6 separate regions of the Mus musculus genome follow, and all the other regions are linked to region 2. A link is a contact called in public promoter capture Hi-C data. All regions are on one chromosome and are shown on one strand. Each heading gives the region's core, a stretch centred on a gene start, on an enhancer-like site or on the middle of the called end of the contact. The rest is flanking DNA. Distances are from core to core; before and after follow the strand shown. Region 1 holds the start of Extl1 (exostosin-like glycosyltransferase 1). Region 2 holds the start of Gpatch3 (G patch domain containing 3). Region 3 holds the start of Ppp1r8 (protein phosphatase 1, regulatory subunit 8). Region 4 holds the start of Paqr7 (progestin and adipoQ receptor family member VII). Region 5 holds the start of Ahdc1 (AT hook, DNA binding motif, containing 1). Region 6 holds the start of Ubxn11 (UBX domain protein 11).

Region 1 (3,128 bases), core at 330-2,829, 800 kb after region 2:
CAGGGTCTTGCTCACAGTGCCTGTCCCAGAGGCAGGCTGAGGCGTGGGTGCTTGTGATACGCCACCTGCCTTTCTCCTCTGCTACCGCCAGTAAGGTGGCCCCAGGTTGGGGACTGTGCTGCTGCAGCTTGCCGGGAGCCCCACCTCGCAATGGGTGAGCTTCGGGGAGATACGGGAGCGCTAAATCGAAGCCCGGTCGGAAGATGTCCGAGGAGGGGCTGGCCTCAGCTACCATCGCCTGTCCCAGCCTGGTGCAAGGGGCTGGGTAGAGACTCAACACCAGATGGTTCCGGCCTCCGTTCCAGTTCGGAGGCAGGGGCCCGCAGGCTCCTCTACGATCCTGGCTGGGGAGAAAAAGGAGAAGGCAAGCGTCTGCTGGGCTGAGTGCAGAGTAGCGGGAGCCTTCCAAGGAATCCAGGATCCTGCGCTGAGCCTCAGAGGTCGGACCAGCCGGGGAGTGCACAAAGATCTTGAGGACCTTTCCCCTACACTTGGAGGTGTCAAAGCAGGCTCCCCAGGTGCAGCTGCTTCCCCGAGAGACCCGAGGGAGCTGTGCGACATCTTCTGGGTTCGTCTCAGACTGGGAGAAACTCTGTAAGAAGGCAGCATCCAGCCAGCGGGGCCAGCCTTGGGAGCGCCCTGGAAGAGGACCGGGCAACACTGCCAGGCGAAGGGGGAAGACTCCTAGGAGGACGAGGAGGAGCCAGAAGGCTGACAACGCCAGCCAGAAGGACTTTCTTCTCCACAGCATGTGGCCACCAACAGCTAGGACTAGAAGGAAGTGAGGAATTTCTGTAGCAAGTGGAGGAGGCGACCCCAGGCAGGAGGGAGCTGGAAATCAGCCTTCTGGTCCAGCGCTCTCACCATTGAAGGCAGGTCCCCTAGCTAAGTTCGACTAACCATTGGCCACCTGTGGGATTGACCCCTCGTGGGAAGTCCAAGGAGGCTCTGGCTTTCTAAATTTGCATTCCCACTCTCCGACTGCTTTCTCTACCTTCACACAACCTTGCCACCCTTTGCCCTCTCATCGGGACCTCTGCCCTGGGCCACTGCTCGGGCTGATGCAACCCTTGTCCAGACCACAAGATCGTGTCCATTTGCGCTCAGGACTGCACCCCTGATCTTACCCTTGACCCAAGGGCAGGCTATCTATGGAGAACTGTCTGGGTTCATGGGGAGTGGGTATCGGGAGGGGGTGGCCAAGGATGATGTAGAAGGAGGCAGGACTGTCCTCTCCCACTCTTCCCTCTGCCCCAAAAGCTCTTGAAAAAAACCCTGGCTACCCCTGTGTTTGGTGGCTGGCCTTCTGTGGCAGAACTATAAATAGACCTTGTGTCCATGTGGGCCACCAGAGCCAGCTGAAGTTGGAGCCGGAGTGCATCCCATGCCCGCCGCCTGGGGAATGAGAAGGTTCGGAGTGTGGTCTTCTTCCCCTCGGCTATGGCCCCTAACCCAGGCAGCTGCTCTGCACCCTCCGGCTAGGAGCTGTCACAGGGCAGAGGGCAAGACCTACGCTCCAAATTCCTGTTCCTGCCCCACAGGTCCAGCCGGCAGCTCCAGGTCCCACTCCAGAAGGTATCAAGTCGGTCCAGCTCTCTTTCGCAGCAGCAGCAGCCTGGCCACACCCCCGCCAGCTCTGATTGGCTCCTGGCTAGGAGGCAGGGTTTCCACTTAACCCCTTGCAACCTCTTTCGCTGGGGTACCGTTTCGTTTCTTTTTCCTTTTTTTTTTTTTTTGAGACGAGGGGGGTGGGGATGTTCCTGTAGCCCCGGTTGGTTTCAAACCCACCTTGCAACCAAGGACTTTGAGTCCCTGATCAATCTGTCTTCACCTCGGAGTGCTCGAATGCCAGCTACCTGCCATCACGCCTGGCTCTGGAAGATTAATAATGGTCAGGAGGGCACCATACCTCACTGGTGGCTGTGGATTGACAGTTTGCTTCTCTCCAAGGTCTTTACCAGTGATCCAAAGTAGATGTTTATCTGCCTTTCCCCCCCCCTTTTATTACGATTATCATTGTCTATTTTTAGAATTGATGTTGTGGTACTGGGAGTAGAACCCAAGGCTTTGTGCACACTAGACAAGTATTCTATCACTGAATTACATCACCAGCTCTTTTGTCTTTTTTACTATTGAGAAAAATGAAGCGCAGAGCAGGGATTGCCTTTCTTAAGGTGACCCAGCTTTGATGTGTCCAGGTGAAGATTTGAACTCAGAGCCTGGCCTGATGGGGCCTCTTCTTGTCCCCTCGGCCACTGAATGGAGCTGGGCAGTGTCTACCTGCATCTTTAAAATGGATTAACATCATTCCCTTGGAGGGTTGCTATTGTAGGTCCTACAAGAGCACTTGGTGGGGTGTCCTTCAACAAGGAAGTATCCTTCCGCTGGCCTCTCCTCCTTGGTGAGCAGCCTGAGGGCAGGGCACAGTGAGGTGCCCAGGAACATCCTCAAAATGGGATCAAGAAGAATCTGGCCTCTTGCAGTAAGAGGTAGGTCGCTCCGTGATAGACAGCTGCTCAGGCAAACCGCAGGCTTTCTCACGCAGGAGACAGGTGTGGGCATGCGCTGTTGCCATCCCACCAGGCTTGGAATTGGCAGAAGGTTCCCTTCCTCTAGGAAGCGGCTGAGACTCCTGAGTCAGAGCCAGGACCCTCCTTCAGGGGCTCAAGCTTGCTCTGGCCACATCCATGTTCAATCATCTAAGAGATCCTTCGCATCCTAACTTGGACCAGGTTCCCAGGGAGGCACTGGAAGTGCCATGCTGAATAAGAGTAATAGTGTAGGTGACTATGTCCTGAGCACGCTGGAAATGACTATAAAGGAGATATTACTATCATTCCCATTTTACAGAAGAGAAAGTTGAGGCTCAGGGAACTTGAGTAACTTTGCCTGTATTCCCATGGCTTAGCCAGGTCCTAAGCCATCTATCTATACATCTTCTCTTTTATTCTGAGGCAGTGTTTCTCTATGTAGCCAAGAACACACTATATAAACCAGGCTAGCCTTGATCTTGCGTGTCTCTGTGTCCCCTGTGCTAGGATTAAAGGTATATGTTACCATACCTGGCCATTCATTTTAAAAACATATTTATTTTTATTTGGTGTGTATGAGTGTTTGCCTCTGTGTGT
Region 2 (2,906 bases), core at 376-2,875:
TGGGCTCCCATGCCCCAGGATGCCCTTCCACTGGGTACCATTCCCCTTGAGTTCTAGGATTACCCTTTCATCTGAGCAGAAACACCTACACCCACCATCAACCATCAACTGTATAAAAATTCTTAGAGAGGGGTGCGATCTCATGAGCCTTCCCCCTCCTCCATGACAGGAAATTGAAGGGCCTACTTTTGGGCAGAGTTGCACTCGCTATGAATTTAAAAATGGATCCAGGGCTGGTGAGATGGCTCAGTGGGTAAGAGCACCCGACTGCTCTTCCGAAGGTCCAAAGTTCAAATCCCAGCAACCACATGGTGGCTCACAACCACCCGTAATGAGATCTGATGCCCTCTTCTGGAGTGTCTGAAGACAGCTACAGTGTACTTACATATAGTAAATAAATAAATCTTTATAAAAAAAAAATGGATCCAGAGGCTCCAACGCCCTCCTCTGGCCTTCCTGAACACTGCACACAATCACAAGAGCTATACTGTTTGTTTGTGAGGGACTCAACGCCTTGTACGGAGGTCGTCCGAAGCTGGCAATATGGTTTTCGCCTATGATCTCTGGGAATAGTTTTCGATGTCTATGCATGTATTTGTACATTTAAAAAAAAATCTTTTTGAGGGCTGGAGAGATGGCTCAGCGGTTAAGAGTACCAACTGCTCTTCTGAAGGTCGGGAGTTCAAATCCCAACAACTGCTTTGCAACCATCCGTAATGAGATCTGATGCCCTCTTCTGGTGTGTCTGAAGACAGCTACAGTGTACTTACATATAATAAATAAATAAATCTAAAACAAACAAACAAAAAAACCAAACCAAACCAAAAAAAATTTTTTTTTCCCTCGAGACTTCTCTGTGTAGCCCTGGCTGTCCTGGAACTCACTCTGTAGACCAGGCTGGCCTCGAACTCAGAAATCCGCCTGCCTCTGTCTCCTGAGTGCTGGGATTAAAGGCGTGAGCCACCACCGCCCGGTTTGTTACAGATAATTTTATGTGCATGAGAATTTTGCCTGCATGTATGTATGTGCAACACGTATGTGCCTCTAGAGGTCAGAAGAGGGTGTCCAATCTCATGAAACGAGTTACGTATGGGAGAGTTCCCTCGTACGTGGGTGCTGGGAATCCAATCCAAGTATTCTGTAAGAGCAGCGAAAGCTCTTAATTGCCGGGGCATCTCTTCATCTCCCCCGTCCCGCGCCCTGAGAAAGGCTCTCTCGACATAGCCCCGTCTCAGTCACTATGTTGACCAGGCTGGTCTTGAACTCACGCACACCTGCTTGCCTCTAACTCTCAAGTGCCGGGTTTAAAGGCGTGAGGCACCACGCCCGGCTGGGTTGGTACTGTAGAGTCCAGTTTTGCATCAGACCTCCGCCACCTCCCGCTCAGCATCCCGGTGCTCTACACTGGTTCCTCCTTAGAGCCTCTCACACGCTGGACCAGCTATCACTGAGCTACAGCCCAGCCCATCGCACGAGTTTTCCATCTTCTGTGGAGCTGGAAACACAGATTCGGCCCAAGAGCAATTAAAACGAAACTTCAAGTACCAAACGGTCACCGATGCCACATTGACCAAACTCCAGCATCCGAGACGTGGTGCTCTCGCGAGAGTGGACGCCAAGCAATCATGTGACAGGCCAAGATGGCGTCGCCCAGGGAGCTGGACGAAGAGTCGCCGGTTTACCTGGTGGTGAGCGGGATCCCTGCCGTGTTACGCTCGGCTCAGTTACGGAGCTACTTTAGCCAGTTCCGGGAACAGCGCGGCGGAGGCTTCCTGTGCTTCCACTACCGGCACCGGCCCGAGAGGGGCCCTCCGCAGGCGAGTCCCGAGGCGGCCCGGGCTGGCCCGGACCCCGCCGCTGAGGATCCGGTTCTCGCCCAGGCTCCGGCCTCCGATGCCCGCGCTGTCCGCGCCCGGGGCTCTGCGGCAGCCCAGACCCGCACCTGCTGCTGCGTCGTCTCGGTGAGGGGAGCGGCGCAAGCCCAGCGGCTGCTTCGCATGTACTCCGGTCGCCGGTGGCTGGACTCTCAGGGGACCTGGCTTCCCGGTCGCTGTCTCATCCGCAGGCTTAGGCTTCCCACCGAGGTTTCAGGTAAGGGGGAGAGAATGGACCGGACGCACGGCCCTTGGAAAAGAGGCGCATTGCCTGGGTGGTTAAGATAGGTTATCACTGTTTAGAGCTTAAGTTAGTTCTGGACAAAGCTACAAGTTTTCAGCCCAATCTGCATGTTTTTACTCAAGGACTTACAAGGCAAAACAGACAAAACAACTGAGATCTGTATAGATAAGTTTCAAATGTATCCCCTCTTAAGGACCATTTCCCTAAGGGTGGTGATTTTTGTACTGACATGATTTCTTAAAAAGGATATTTGGAGCCCGGTGCGCTAAGGCACGCCTTTGATCCCAGCTCTCAGGCGGCAGAGGCAGGAGGATCTCTGAGCGAGCGAATTCCAGGACAGCCAGTGCTACACAGAGGAACCATATCTTGAAATGCACAAAGGAAACTTGGTTTCTTCTAATCTAACCTAGCGACTGGAAGACAGGCTCTGCAGAGGAAAGAGCTGGGGGCAGCAGAGAGGGGCTGGGCACAAGTGTGTCCATTGGGGAAAAGGAAGCCAGGTGTTTTAAAATGCCAGATGGAGAGGTTTAAATAAATTATTTTGAAACAGTTCATCCTAAAGAGTCATTAGCAATAGTGGTGGTATATATGCCTTTAGTTCTAGTGCCTGGGAAGTAGAGGCAGATGGATCTCTGTAGTTCTAGCCTGGCTTGGTCTACAAAGTGAGTTCCAGGACAGCCAAGACTATCTAGCTCTGACCCTGTCTCAAAAGTTAAAAAAATAACATACAAAACAAAAATGAAAAACTGGTATCAGCTCAAAGTTAAACAGTTTCATAGAAAGAGGTG
Region 3 (3,238 bases), core at 150-2,649, 730 kb before region 2:
CTATACCTCGCTTCATCATTCAAGGGGATGGATGCTCAAATGTCAAATCACCTGACACAGTTCCTGGTATACACCAGACCCTGAGGTAATGACAGGTGATCTCAAAGAAAGAGTCTCTTTATATTTGGCTGGCCCAAATTTGAAATAAGTGCAGCCAGGGACCAGTGTGGATAAAGAATTTGTAGGCTGAAGCACATGGATATGTTAAAAGAATAAAGAAATCCAGGAAACAGCCAAGCATTCATTCGCTTCCTGGGCTTGTTCTTTTGAACCTTCCAGGGCCCTTACATTTGCACAGAAGAAACGATATCGAGTCTATCTCATTGAAGATTCAACACAGACATCTCACAGCTCCGCTCCAATCTCTCATGGCAGTGGCTAAAAGGACAGTGCATCGAACAAAAGCCCATTTGCTTCGAGATACAGATTAAAATGAACATTAAAGCCAAAATATTTTGTCTGAATATCCTACCATGTGATTGACTCAGGCCTAGGAGCTGAGCATGATGCAAGGGTTTTTGCCCTTGAAGATCTCAATGTAACAGAAGCCCGAGAGGTAACACGTTAATAACCAGGAAGAGCCGCAACAGCAGAAAGGGCTCTAACCCCGATGCATCCTCGTGCAAAGCAGTTCCTATTCATTCATCTTGCACCCCACTCAACGCGGAAACCATCCTACTACTTCTCTGAACTTCCCAGGGGATGAAAATGCTGTATGCTAACAACTTCTGCTGTCTTTTGTACCGGGTTTCGTGCTGGTCTGGTCAGAGAACAAGGGGGAACAGTCCCGCGCCATCCCTGCCCGCAAGGAGCACCTAGTCCGCTTGGAGGGTGCAGCAGCCACGGAGGGATGCAGCATCAGGTTGGACTGAGGTAGGGAAGCCAGCTCGTGCGCGCTCCAGACCTTCAGCACCCGGGGAAGGTTTGATGCTCCCCGAGAGCATCGGGCACTCAGTGATGAGTTAGGGCAAGTTAGGGGCCAAGGCCTGAAGCACCCCGGTGAGCGGCTGACCTCCCAAGCGCTGTATAAACTGAATACCTTCGAGCCCCCAAAACTCGGGTTTCCGCAGAGCCTGGGCCCCAGCTCCAGGATCCTCCACACGTCGCCCGGCCCCTCACAGCGGACAGTTTTCCCTCAATCATTCCAGGATCTTTCTGAGACGTTCGTTTCATCGCAAAAAAAAAAAAAAAAAAAAAAAGGAAGAGGAAAAAAAAATACAACCTTCTCCTTTCTGTCCGGGTTAACTCACGCCAAGCCGCTCCAGTCCCAGAAACCTCATTACTCACCAAGTCGGGCAGTCGAACAGCGGGAGGCTGGAGCCGGAGTTCACGGCTGCCGCCATCTTGCGTCTCCCCCTCCCATTTGGCGGGTCTGAAGCACGCCGGGAAACTAAGAGCTCGGGAGGGAAGAGGCGGCATCCCAGCAGCCTGTGCGCAGCGCGTGCGTGCGCACGCGCAACGCAAGGACGCTCTCCTGGGAGCGCCTCTGGCGGAGGGCATCAGGGGCTGGGTTTGAAGTCTGCAGTGTTTGCTGGAGAGGCTGGGGGCGGGTGTCTCCTTGGTCACGGGGTCAGGAGTGGTTTGTACCTTGATGCGGCTTTCGCGCTGCGTTTTCCGCCAGAAACCCTAGAGCTCTGCAATCTGCATTAACTCCCAGCTACCCACCCCCTCGGGCTTCATCTAGCGATAAGCAGGTGATGGCTAGAGATAAGAAGTGATGGCTTTTTTTTTCCCCCTTTTTCCAGCCTTCCTTCGAAACACTGCATCTGAAAACAGAATCCTTACTCATTTGTCCTTTCTGATCCCAAGTCTGATGTGTACGGCTCAGTGGTAGTGTGTTCAGCAGGCGCGAATGAGGCCACTGATTCAATTCCCCAAAACCAGTAATTTTCTTAGATCTGGGAGAATCTATAGATTAGGCGACTGTGTCAGAAATCATGTAGTCTGTTTTTGAAAACTTTGGACAAACTGCTGCAAGGCACAGACTCAAAAGGAAAAAAAGCCTCCAATTTTTAGTAACTTAACCAATTCTCAAAAATGTTTAATTCATGGCCCCTTAGGATTTTTCTCTGTGGGTCATAGTGACATAGGAAGCATTAGGGTTACCATCTTCCTCTAAGCCATTAGCTTGCTGGTTGTAATGGTTTTGTCTATTGAGTGCTTATGGGGAAGTATGTATTTCATATGGATCAGTTCACTTGGTATTCCCAAAACTCAAGACAGATTGATTCCAGAAGAGAGGCTCTAGCCTCACCTTACAAGGAGTGGTATTCGAACCTGAGTCTATGTAAAGCCAAAAGCCAGGCTCTACTAGTCCCATATGTTTCTGACAACATACCATTCCTTCGTATGCAGTGGATGGTCCTTTTTTCACTTTTGCAGAAAGATGGGATGATGACTTCACAGTTTTTAAAAGAAACAAATGGTTGGAGGGTGTGGCAGCACATATCTGAAATTCCATCTGCCTTTGCTTCCTGAGATACAGGGTTAAAGGTAGTCAACACTATGCCCTGCTAGACAGTAAAATTAATAATAATAATAATAATAAATTCTCCAGGTTTCAGTAAGCAACAGCAATAGAACATGTCATGGTTTGAATATGCTTGGTCCAGGGAGTGGCACTATTTGGAGGTTTGGACTTGTTGAAATAAGTGTATCATTGTAGGCTTGGGCTTTAAGTCCTGTATCCTGGCTACCTGGAAGTCAGTCTTCCACTAACAGCCTTCAGGTGAAAATGTAGAACTCTCAGCTCCTCCTGCACGATGCCTGCCTGGATGCTGCCATGCTCCAGCCTTGATGATAATGGACTGAACCTATGAACCTATAAACCAGCTCCAATTAAATGTTTTCAGCATAAGAGTTGCCTTTGTCGGGCTGGCGAGATGGCTCAGCAGTTAAGAGCACCGACTGCTCTTCCGAAGGTCCTGAGTTCAAATCCCAGCAACCACATGGTGGCTCACAACCATCCGTAATGAGATCTGATGCCCTCTTCTGGTGTGTATGAAGACAGCTACAGTTTACTTACATATAACAATAAATAAATCTTAAAAAAAAAAAAAAAAAAGAGTTGCCTTGGTCATGATGTCTGTTCACAGCAGTAAAAGGTTAACTATGACAGAAGTTGGTACTGGTAGTGGAGTAGTGCTGTGATAGGCCTGACCATGTTTTTGTCTGGAAGAATGTGGATTTTGGGACTTAGAATTTAGAAAGCAATGGAATGCTCTAAGTATTGCTTAAT
Region 4 (2,775 bases), core at 191-2,690, 920 kb after region 2:
CACAGAACCTGTTTCAGGGGATGGTTTAGATCAAGAGAGGTCGTCATGGCAACTGCTTGGCTCACCGCTTGCCACAGGCCAAGAACATTACATATAAACCGTGGATTTGAAAACAAACCAAGAGGGGACAGGATGTGGTGGTGTATGCCGGAGACCTCAGCCTCTGCTTCACTTGTGAGCTCCAAGCAGGAGCTGGGTGAGACTCTGCCTTTAAAAACATACAAATGAACAAAAAACATACCACCTCTGACAAAAGCCAAACCAACCGGAAACAAAGAATCAAAGCAGTGAGAGCTTGACCTTCCTGCCAAAAATAGAAGCTGAGTCCGAGGCTTCTTCTAAGTCCTTACTGTTTGTTTTGTTTTGTTTTGTTTTGTTTTGTTTAAGATGGGATGTCTTTGTTTAGCGCTGGCTTTCCTGGAACTAGCTCCATAGAGTAGGCTGGCCCAGAACCCAGAGATCCCTTGCCTCTGCCTCTGGCTCCTGAGTGCTGGGATCAAAGGCGTGTGCCACCGCTGCCACCACTGTCTGCAAAGTCTCTCATTTTTATTCATCCTATCAGGACACAGTCACCATATGTTGCCCAGGCTGCCCTTGAACTCCTGGCTTCAAATAATCCTCCTGCCTCAGTCTCCAGAGTAGTAGGCACGGGATGGCAGGCCTGTCGGCTTGCCCCATGGATTCAGGAAATGTGGGCGTTTGTCTGAATTTGTTGAATGAGAGGCCAGTCTCTCACATACAATTCTCTTAAGATAATATGCTCATCACAGTACAGAGGGAAATTTTGCAGTTTCCAAAGACCTTCATGTCCACCGTTTGACCTAAACACCTTGTCAAGTGGTACTGCCATCTCTATAACACTGAGGCCCAAAAGAGCAAGGTTTGTCCAAGGTCGCAGGGTGAGCTGGGGTAGCAACAGGCTTCAATCCTGTTAATGTGTCAGGGCTCTAGACTCAAAAGCTCAGTAAAGGACAGGGCCCTAGCCTCTACCAATCAGGCCTCTTTACTCAAGACCCGGTCTGGTACTCCATTTTTGTTAGGTATGAACACCACAGAAGGGGCAGGCACATGAGGCACTGTAAGAAAGTATTTATTGGAGGCATACCCTGCCTATAAAAACCCACTGGGCTGTTCACCTTCTCTGCTGGTCCCATACCTGGAAGATGTGACAACCAGGAGTGGTTGTTCTGACAGAGATCTAGACAAATCAGGACAGGGAAAATGTCAGAGATCACGGGATGAGACTTTGATAAGCCAGAGAGCCCAGTTTGGGACGCAGCTCCCCAGGGAGAGCGACATCTGGACTACAGTAGCCCTGTGAGGCATGAGCGGTATGTGCTGAGCTCAAGCTTGCCTCAGAGCTCTTGGGACACTCATCCGACTCTCTTGCAACTATCACAGAGCGAAGCTTGCGCTTTGGGGAAGTGGGTAAACTCTGCAGGAGTCTGCAGCCTCTTATCTGAGCCTAGGTTCTCTGGGCCTTCTATTTTCAGACTGTACTGTGGCCGCAGGAAGTCCCGGGATGCGTCGTGGAGTGACCCCTCCTGCAGTCTGAGCTTGCATAACGCCAGGCGAGAAGCTGCAGACTGGCGGAGGCGGCTGAGCTCCCGGTGCCCAGCGCCGCCCTCCGGGCTTGGGGCGTGGCCGCTACCCCTTTATCTGCGACTCCAGCGCGGGGGACGCAGCAGACAGCTCCTAGCTCTGCTCTGACCACAGGTGAGACTGCTCCTGGAGATCCCGGGGCCGGGCCGGGCTGGGCTGGGCTGGGAGTAGAGAAGTGCTCCCCCGGCACGCGGGTTGGGGGTGTGCTCCTAGCTGCATGCGTGCGGTGCCCAGTGGCGGAAGTGGGCAGGTGGCAGAAGATGGGGCGAGGCCGAAGACAGCAGGACCCTGACAGCCGGACAGTTATGTAGGGGAGCACCTCCCGGTAGGGGTGAGGAGAGGTCACCAAGGGAATTAGCCTCAAGGAGGGGACCGGAAGAAGAAACGTTTGAGGTCACCCCACCCCCGGAGGAGCAGTGGGGGGGTCACTGTAAGGGAGTGGGGAGAGCAGAAGGATTATGGGAGGACCAGAGGTAGCATGCCATGGAGAAGGAGGACCAGGGCTGGAGTAAAGCCTATGAGCTTGTGGCTTGTGGAATGGGGAGAATAATTCAGTGTCGTCTGCAGAAGTTAGGCATGGGAGACAGCCTGTGCAGCAGGATCACACCCTGGGCAGGAACAACCAACCTCACAGGCTATGTGCTGCATTCTAGGAGCGAGGTTATAATGGGACAAGAAGGAGCAGGGGTGGAAGTGTGTGTGTGTGTGTGTGTGTGTGTGTGTGTGTGTGTGTGTGTGTGTGTGTGTGTGGTATGTTTTGCAGATCCTTGTGGGGGAACCCCCAAGGAAAGCTTTAGAGAGGTGGGAGGGCTACCAGGCCAGAATATTGGATCCCTTCCCTAGCGTCAGGAAAGCCAGATTGCCCTAGATAGGAAAAGAGACAAGGCCCCACCACCACCCTCAGCCTTAACCTGGGGGATTTCCTCCTAGCAGCCCCTGAAGCCCCTTAGGCTGCCTCAGGCTATGCACTGAGAGGAGGCTTGGTGGATTCCCCAAGCTGACTGTTCTTGTTGGGTACCCGGGGACACCATGATGAAGATCTTCCCTTTCAGGGTACTCCTTGGAACCGTGGGAGTGTCTGAACTTTGGGGGAAAATGTCCTTAACATTTCCATTCTGATCACGTTACTGAGTACAAATGGAGACCCACAATGCAGTGTGAAACACCAATAGT
Region 5 (3,067 bases), core at 117-2,616, 560 kb before region 2:
CCATCTAAACATGTGTTGACTAGCAATTACCCTGCAAGAGCAAAGAAGGCATCAGAAGCAGGTGGATCAGGGAGTAAAGGCATTGCTAGAGAAGCTTAGGACATGGGGCAAGATGGACTAAGTTGGCAGACATTGGCCAAAGGAATGTCAGACACAGTCATGAGTTGGGATCAGCTCAGAAGCAGTCAATAGACAAGTAGCAGGGCAGTGATCACTGCATCACTCATCTGTTTCTTCTGCAAACCTTATCTACCTTAGTGCCAAGGGAGGACACATAGACACAGGGAAGAAAGATCAACAGTAAAGGATGGCGGGGACGCGGGGGGGGGGGGGTGGAGTAGAGGGAATCACCACTCTGTTACCGCCCAAGGGTTAAGGAAGGAAGGAAGCTTTGAAATTATCCAGATGCTGAATCTACCACTTTCTAATCGGGACACCTGGGCTCCGGAACTCTTATATCTAAAATAGAAATAAGGTCTCGTAGGGTTTTTTCTGCAAGGCTCCAAGGACCCCGTGCTGCCCGGGTGCTCAGTAAATGGCAGCCGCGGCAATTCTCCTTTCAGAGCTGTCCAGCCACCTCCCTGGGGGTAACAAAGCCTTCCTCAGAGGCGCACATTCCCATCTGTGGGATAGGCAAGGCAGGGGGCCCAGAGCCAGGGGCTGGAGAACAGATGTGACCTGAAGAGGAGGTAGGTGAAAGTGCTGCGCCCAACCCCCACGCCGCAGCAGGCGCTGGAGAACTGTTGAATTCCGCTCACAAACAATTGTTCAAATTCAGAAGGCATGGTATCTACACTTTGTCCAGAATTTTTTGCGCCCTCGCCGCCCGTGGACGACAATAAAAAGTAGGCGCTGGAAGAACTAAATCCAGGGCTGAGTTTGAGGCGAAGGGCCACGAAATGCGGAGGAGACTGTAGCGTTTCCAGAGCGGCTTTCTTGCCAAACGCCTCTTCTGATAGGAAAAACGTCCCCAAATTGAAAGTGTAGGTCCTCTCGTCTCTCCATGGGCCCTCTCAACGTGTTTGGGACACCCCAGAAAGTCGCAGCCCTTTTGGCTCATCCTCTGATGCCCGATTCCACTCATTTTATTCTCAGACCCCGCCCCTGCGCTACCACCCGCAACCTTGGCGCAGCCAGAGCCCCGAGTAGGGGCCTCGGAACGCCCGGAATGTTCCTAACCCTTGAGGAGGATCAGCAGTCCTAGATAAAACGGGATTCATCCGGGCCAGGGATACTCCGGCATAGGGTCCGCTCCGGGCCGCGCCGTCGGAGCAGCCGGAGTGGCCCCGCCCGCACAGCGCGCGGAGCGGCCGAACAGGGACTACAAGTCCCGGCGTGCTCTGCGCGCGCTCCCCCCTGGGGTTCCGGATGGTGAGCAGCGAAGGTAAGGCGAGCTCGCAGAGGCAACGGCGGCGGCGGCGGAGACGGAGAGAGGCAGGCAGGCAGGCAGGGCGAGGGCGAGAGACGGAGGGAGGGAGCGAGCGAGGCAGACCAGACAGACAGACAGGCGGGCGGGCGGGCCGAGCGAGCCACCCGCCAGGCTGCGCTCAGCCCCGCTCGCAGCGGAGAGAGCAGAAGGCAGGAGGAGGGAGGGGAGGAGGGAGGAGGGAGGGAGAGAGGGAATCCAGCTACCACCACCCAAAGCCAGCGTCTGCTTTCTGTCCTCATTTCCTTTTCCCACCCAGCTCGGAGAGCAGAGAAAGGCAGAGAGAGAGAGAGAAATAGAGACAGGCAGACAAACAGACAGACAGACAGAGCGGGAGGGAGGAGGGCGGCGGAGGAGGAGCAGGAGGACTACGCGGGGCGTCTTCCCTCCCAGGTTTGCAATTGGGGGGTTGGGGCGGGGGTGTCCAGGGCTGTGAGAGTGTGTGAGCGGCTGGGGAAGCGAGTGGGGCGCAGATAGCGAAGGAGTAATCGTGGTGGGGGGGACGCCGCGGGAGCGGGGGGCCGTGTCCAGCGGAGTTAGCGGCGGAGAATGTGAGCCGAGGCGCGAGCCATGCTGTCAGCGACGGCAGGCGGCTCAGGGCTCCTCTACGACTCCTCTTCCCAGCAGCCGGGCGCCCGTGTCGCTGCCGCCGGCGGAAGATAGACGCCCCCCGAAACCCCTCGCCTGGCTCGGACCCACGGAGCCGGCAGCCCAGCACTCCGGTAAGTAGCGCCTCCTGCCCAGCAATAGACGCGGTTGGGGACCGGCCGGCCAGGCTCTTTTGTGCAGCGCACTGTGGGGGGGCCCAGCGCCCCCAGTCCGGTCCGCCGGACCCCGTGGCTGCGGTGCCCGCGGTGCGATCGGTCTTTGTTTCCACCGGGGCCCGCGGCTCGGCTGGGCTCGGCTCGAAGCCTGGCAGGCAGCGCCGGGAAGGGGGAGGGGGAGGTGGACGGGGAGGGGGGGCGGGGAGGGGGGGTTCTCGGGTTTCCTGGCCGCCCCGCGGCTCCCCCGGCTCGGGGGCGAGGTGCGCGCCCAGAGCTGCCGCGCACCCCCTCCTCCTCCCCCTCCCTCCGCCTTTGGATTTAAAACTGCAATTTGCTCTCCAGCTTGCTGAGAATGTGGGGGGGGGGATGTAGGGGGACCGTGGGAGCGGAGAACAAGGCTGGATTTTAGGATAGGCGCTGGGAAAAGGGGAGACTGCGGAGGGAGGAGCCCCTCCCCTCCAGCCCCCAAATCCCAAGGTTCCGTTGGCGCTCTGGGAGTTGAGGGGCGGGGACCTAATGACCCGGAGGGGGTGTGGGGCGGAGGAGGGATTTGGGGGCGGCCTGGCCAGAGGGGTTGGGCCGCGTGCCCGGTTACCTGGCGAACAAAGTCGGCTCACTTTTGCATAAATAAATAAATAATCGTGTATCAATACGTTTCCTCTAGGGCTCTGATTGAATCGGCCCCCTCTTCCCCAGGGGGTGGGGTGCTGAGTGACAGCTGTCAGCCCCCTAGGTCGGGAGCTGGGGTGAGCTGCTGAATCTCTGCTTTCTGGCTGAGGGCGCCTTCCCTGGCTGGGTCTGGGTCCCTGGGCAGAGCCAAAGGGGCAGGGGGCTGGCTCTGAGACTAGGAGATAACCTTGTTTCCTGTTCTACAGGA
Region 6 (3,253 bases), core at 569-3,068, 530 kb after region 2:
GTGGAAGTTATGTAGACCCATCTCCAGGGGCTCCTAGCATTCAAGGCTGGAGACCCCAGAAAGTTTTCCAGGGTCTCTAAGATGGTACATTGAGTGACAAGGGCTGAGAAAGTAACCCTGAGGAGAGTTTAGCGGTGGTTCTCAACCTTCCTAAGGCTGTGACCCTTTAATCTGGTTCCTCTTGTCGTAGTGAGCTCCAACCGTAAATTTATTCCATTGCTACTTCATAACTGTATTTTTGCTACTATCTAATATGCAGGATATCAGGTATGGGGCCCCAAACTGGGTCACAAGCCACAGGTTGAGACCTCTGGATTAGAGTCTTCATGTTTTTCTTCTTCCTTTTTTTTTTTTTTTTTTCCAGACAGGGTTTCTCTGTGTAGCCCTGGCTGCCCTGGAACTCACTCTGTAGACCAGGCTGGCCTCGAACTCAGAAATCCACCTGCCTCTGCCTCCCAAGTGCTGGGATTAAAGGCATGTGCCACCATGCCCGGCTCTATGTTTTTCTTTTTCTTTGTGTTTTTTTAAAGACAGGGTTTCTCTGTGTATCCCTGGCTGGCCTGGAACTCACTCTGTAGACCAGGCTGGCCTCGAACTCAGAAATCCACCTGCCTCTGCCTCCCAAGTGCTGGGATTAAAGGCATGTGCCACCATGCCCGGCTCTATGTTTTTCTTTTTCTTTGTGTTTTTTTTAAGACAGGGTTTCTCTGTGTATCCCTGGCTGGCCTGGAACTCACTCTGTAGACCAGGCTGGCCTCAAACTCAGAAATCTGCCTGCCTCTGCCTCCCAAGTGCTGGGATTAAAGGCGGGAGCCACCACACCTGACCTGGTTTTGTTTTTCTAAACAGGGTTTCTTTCTGTAGCCTTGGCTGTCCTGGGGCTCACTCTGTAGACCAGGCTGGCTTCGAATTCAGAGATCCTCTTGCCTCTGTCTCCTGCTGGGATTAGAGACAAGTGCCACCACCACCTGGCAAGAAATATTTTGAAAACATCTATAGAGGTGTTTGATAAGTACTTTGCATTACCCTCCTAATGGCCAATCCCAGCAACCTTGTCAGGTAGGCCGTATTTTCATTTTACAAGCGAAGAAAAGGAGATGTGAATGTGCTCAAAGTTACCCTGTCTGTACAGGTGAGGACCCAGTGCAGTCCTAACTAAAGTATCTCTAGTACTTTGGTGCTATTAGGATAATTTTAGTTTTCAGTTAATATCTATTTGGTCACTTATTTCGTGTTGCATCTGGACAGTGCTCCTGCAGAAATCGGAAGACAGATCCAGGAGCCGTTTTCTCCTGCCATGTGTGACCTGATCGAACTTGGTCTTCAGCTTGGTAGTAAGACCAAGACTTAGTACCCGTTGAGCCATCTAGCTATGAGGCTGAGGGAGGGGAAATTACTCGTCATACTGGAAGTGAAGGGTCACCCAATTATTCTACTTAGGAACTAGAATTAGAACTTTCCTGCAGTGCATCATCTAGTCCATAAATTAGAGGGGGGAAATGAGATTTAAATATTTATTAAGTCACCTGCATCATTTCCATTCATCTTTGCATGATCAGGTGGGAAAACAAAGGAAACATGATTTCTTCAAGATCAAATAGCACAATATTGACAACGTCGGGTTCAACATCTTCAGGTCTAGAGGCTTCTAGGGACCAATCTCTTGAACTCAAGACCCGGCCTCAAGAACGCCCTCTGACCTCTTAGAGCGGTGCATTCTGGGATTTGAAGTCTCACGTGCAACCCTATGCCCGTCTTCACTGCCCTCTGGTTCGTTAGAGAGCCTCTCGGAATTAGCCAATGAGAAGTGCTCGGGTCCTGGTCGCCTGGGAAACCCCGAGACAACAAGATGGCGGCGCCGCGGGACGGCTCGCTGGCCCCGTGGTGAGTGCCATCTCCGGGCCTTTCTGCCCCGCTAAGTCTTCCCGCAGGCCGCGGCCCTCGTCCTGACTCCGAGGGTCGGCGACATGCATGACTTGGCTCAGGAGGGAAGTGGGGACCATACTCACCGTGTCCGCGCGTGGAGGCGGGACAGGCGGCGGAATCCTGGGGCGGGCTTTGGGCGCACTAACCTTCTTAGTGCCAACGTGCCCAGCAAAGGATTAGGAGGATGTCGCGCAGCTATCAGGCTGTCGCCTGGTGTGTCGAGTGATAACTGCCTAGGGCAGCACTCAGTTTGGTCCTTCAGATGAAGAAACAAAGGACACGTTTGTAACCCTCACCGGAGGCGACAACCGTATCTTTACAGACTTAATGGGTTGTGACATAGGCCTGCACTCTATGTAGGGGCCGAGGAGAGAGGACTGGAGTACGAAGCCTATCTGGCTACATTGCGAGTCCCAGGCCAACCAGGGTAAATCAGCGAAACTTTACCTTAAATTAAAAAAAGTAAAATAAAACAAAGCCAGGAGTGGTGGCTCACACCTTTAATCCCAGCAAAGTTTGAGGCCAGCCTGGTTTAACAGAGTGAGACTCTTGTCTCAAAAACAAAAAACAAATAACTAAACAAAATAGAAGCTGGGCCTGGTGGTCTGCAGACGTGTAAAGCTACTCAGGAGGCTGAAACAGGCGGAGCACATGTTCAAAGTCAGCCTGGACTTTAGAGCCAGTTCAAGGCCAGTGGGGGCAAAGACCTTTATATATATTATATATTTATTATTATCATTTCATACATATATGTGTCTGCATGTGTGTATGTGTACCACATGCATGTCTGGTGTCAAAGGAGGCCAGAGGAAGGCATCACCGTCCCTGGAACTGGAGTTACAAGAGGTTCTGTTCTGAGCTGCGATGCAGTTACTGGGAACCAAACCGAGGTTCTTCAAGAGCAGCAATTGCTCTTAACCTCTGAGCCATTTTCAAGCTTAAGACTTTATTTCAAGCTGGGCATGGTCGCGCACGCCTTTAATCCCAGCACTTGGGAGGCAGAGGCAGGCGGATTTCTGAGTTCCAGGCCAGCCTGGTCTACAGAGTGAGTTCCAGGGCAGCCAGGGCTATACAGAGAAACCCTGTCTCGCTGGTTGAGGCCAGCCTGGGCTACACATTTTGGGCTGGTGAGATGGCTCAGTGGGTAAGAGCACCCGACTGCTCTTCCGAAGGTCAGGAGTTCAAATCCCAGCAACCACATGGTGGCTTACAACCATCCATACGAGATCTGACTCCCTCTTCTGGAGTGTCTGAAGACAGCTACAGTGTACTTACATATAATAAATAAATAAATCTTTAAAAAAAAAAGAAAAGAAAAACTAAAAAT

Evidence for each region. Promoter capture Hi-C pulls out the DNA fragments that hold promoters and counts their contacts.
Region 1: a promoter capture Hi-C map of pre-B cells shows a contact between it and region 2, with 7 times the contacts expected there. The contact joins the promoter of Extl1 here to the promoter of Gpatch3 in region 2. A contact is called at or near these places in 4 of 39 promoter capture datasets (hematopoietic stem and progenitor cells, hippocampal neurons, liver and 1 more).
Region 3: a promoter capture Hi-C map of liver shows a contact between it and region 2, with 3 times the contacts expected there. The contact joins the promoter of Ppp1r8 here to the promoter of Gpatch3 in region 2. A contact is called at or near these places in 2 of 39 promoter capture datasets (hippocampal neurons and liver) and 1 of 115 datasets of contacts at active chromatin or transcription factors (microglia).
Region 4: a contact with region 2 is called in a promoter capture Hi-C map of liver, with 5 times the contacts expected there. The contact joins the promoter of Paqr7 here to the promoter of Gpatch3 in region 2. A contact is called at or near these places in 4 of 39 promoter capture datasets (hippocampal neurons, liver and pre-B cells), 1 of 484 Hi-C or Micro-C datasets (liver), 1 of 115 datasets of contacts at active chromatin or transcription factors (bone marrow-derived macrophages) and 1 of 9 other capture datasets (pancreatic islet).
Region 5: a promoter capture Hi-C map of liver shows a contact between it and region 2, with 2.6 times the contacts expected there. The contact joins the promoter of Ahdc1 here to the promoter of Gpatch3 in region 2. A contact is called at or near these places in 3 of 39 promoter capture datasets (hippocampal neurons and liver) and 2 of 115 datasets of contacts at active chromatin or transcription factors (both in embryonic stem cells).
Region 6: a promoter capture Hi-C map of second pharyngeal arch cranial neural crest shows a contact between it and region 2. The contact joins the promoter of Ubxn11 here to the promoter of Gpatch3 in region 2. A contact is called at or near these places in 6 of 39 promoter capture datasets (cranial neural crest, erythroid cells, frontonasal cranial neural crest and 3 more) and 5 of 115 datasets of contacts at active chromatin or transcription factors (bone marrow-derived dendritic cells, embryonic stem cells, large pre-B cells and 2 more).

What each region holds. Positions count from the first base shown.
Region 1 is chr4:134,370,968-134,374,095 of GRCm38.p6, forward strand. Extl1 (exostosin-like glycosyltransferase 1) reads right to left here and starts at 1,580. Exons shown (of 11, transcript NM_019578.2): 1 at 1-1,580. The coding sequence starts at 751.
Region 2 is chr4:133,573,120-133,576,025 of GRCm38.p6, forward strand. It overlaps Gpatch3 (G patch domain containing 3), which reads left to right and starts at 1,626. Exons shown (of 7, transcript NM_172876.2): 1 at 1,626-2,091. The coding sequence starts at 1,641.
Region 3 is chr4:132,841,770-132,845,007 of GRCm38.p6, forward strand. Ppp1r8 (protein phosphatase 1, regulatory subunit 8) reads right to left here and starts at 1,400. Exons shown (of 7, transcript NM_146154.3): 1 at 1,288-1,400. The coding sequence starts at 1,343.
Region 4 is chr4:134,495,321-134,498,095 of GRCm38.p6, forward strand. It overlaps Paqr7 (progestin and adipoQ receptor family member VII), which reads left to right and starts at 1,441. Exons shown (of 2, transcript NM_027995.3): 1 at 1,441-1,716.
Region 5 is chr4:133,010,140-133,013,206 of GRCm38.p6, forward strand. Ahdc1 (AT hook, DNA binding motif, containing 1) reads left to right here and starts at 1,367. Exons shown (of 7, transcript NM_146155.3): 1 at 1,367-1,384; 2 at 2,051-2,148.
Region 6 is chr4:134,100,765-134,104,017 of GRCm38.p6, forward strand. Ubxn11 (UBX domain protein 11) reads left to right here and starts at 1,819. Exons shown (of 15, transcript NM_026257.3): 1 at 1,819-1,884.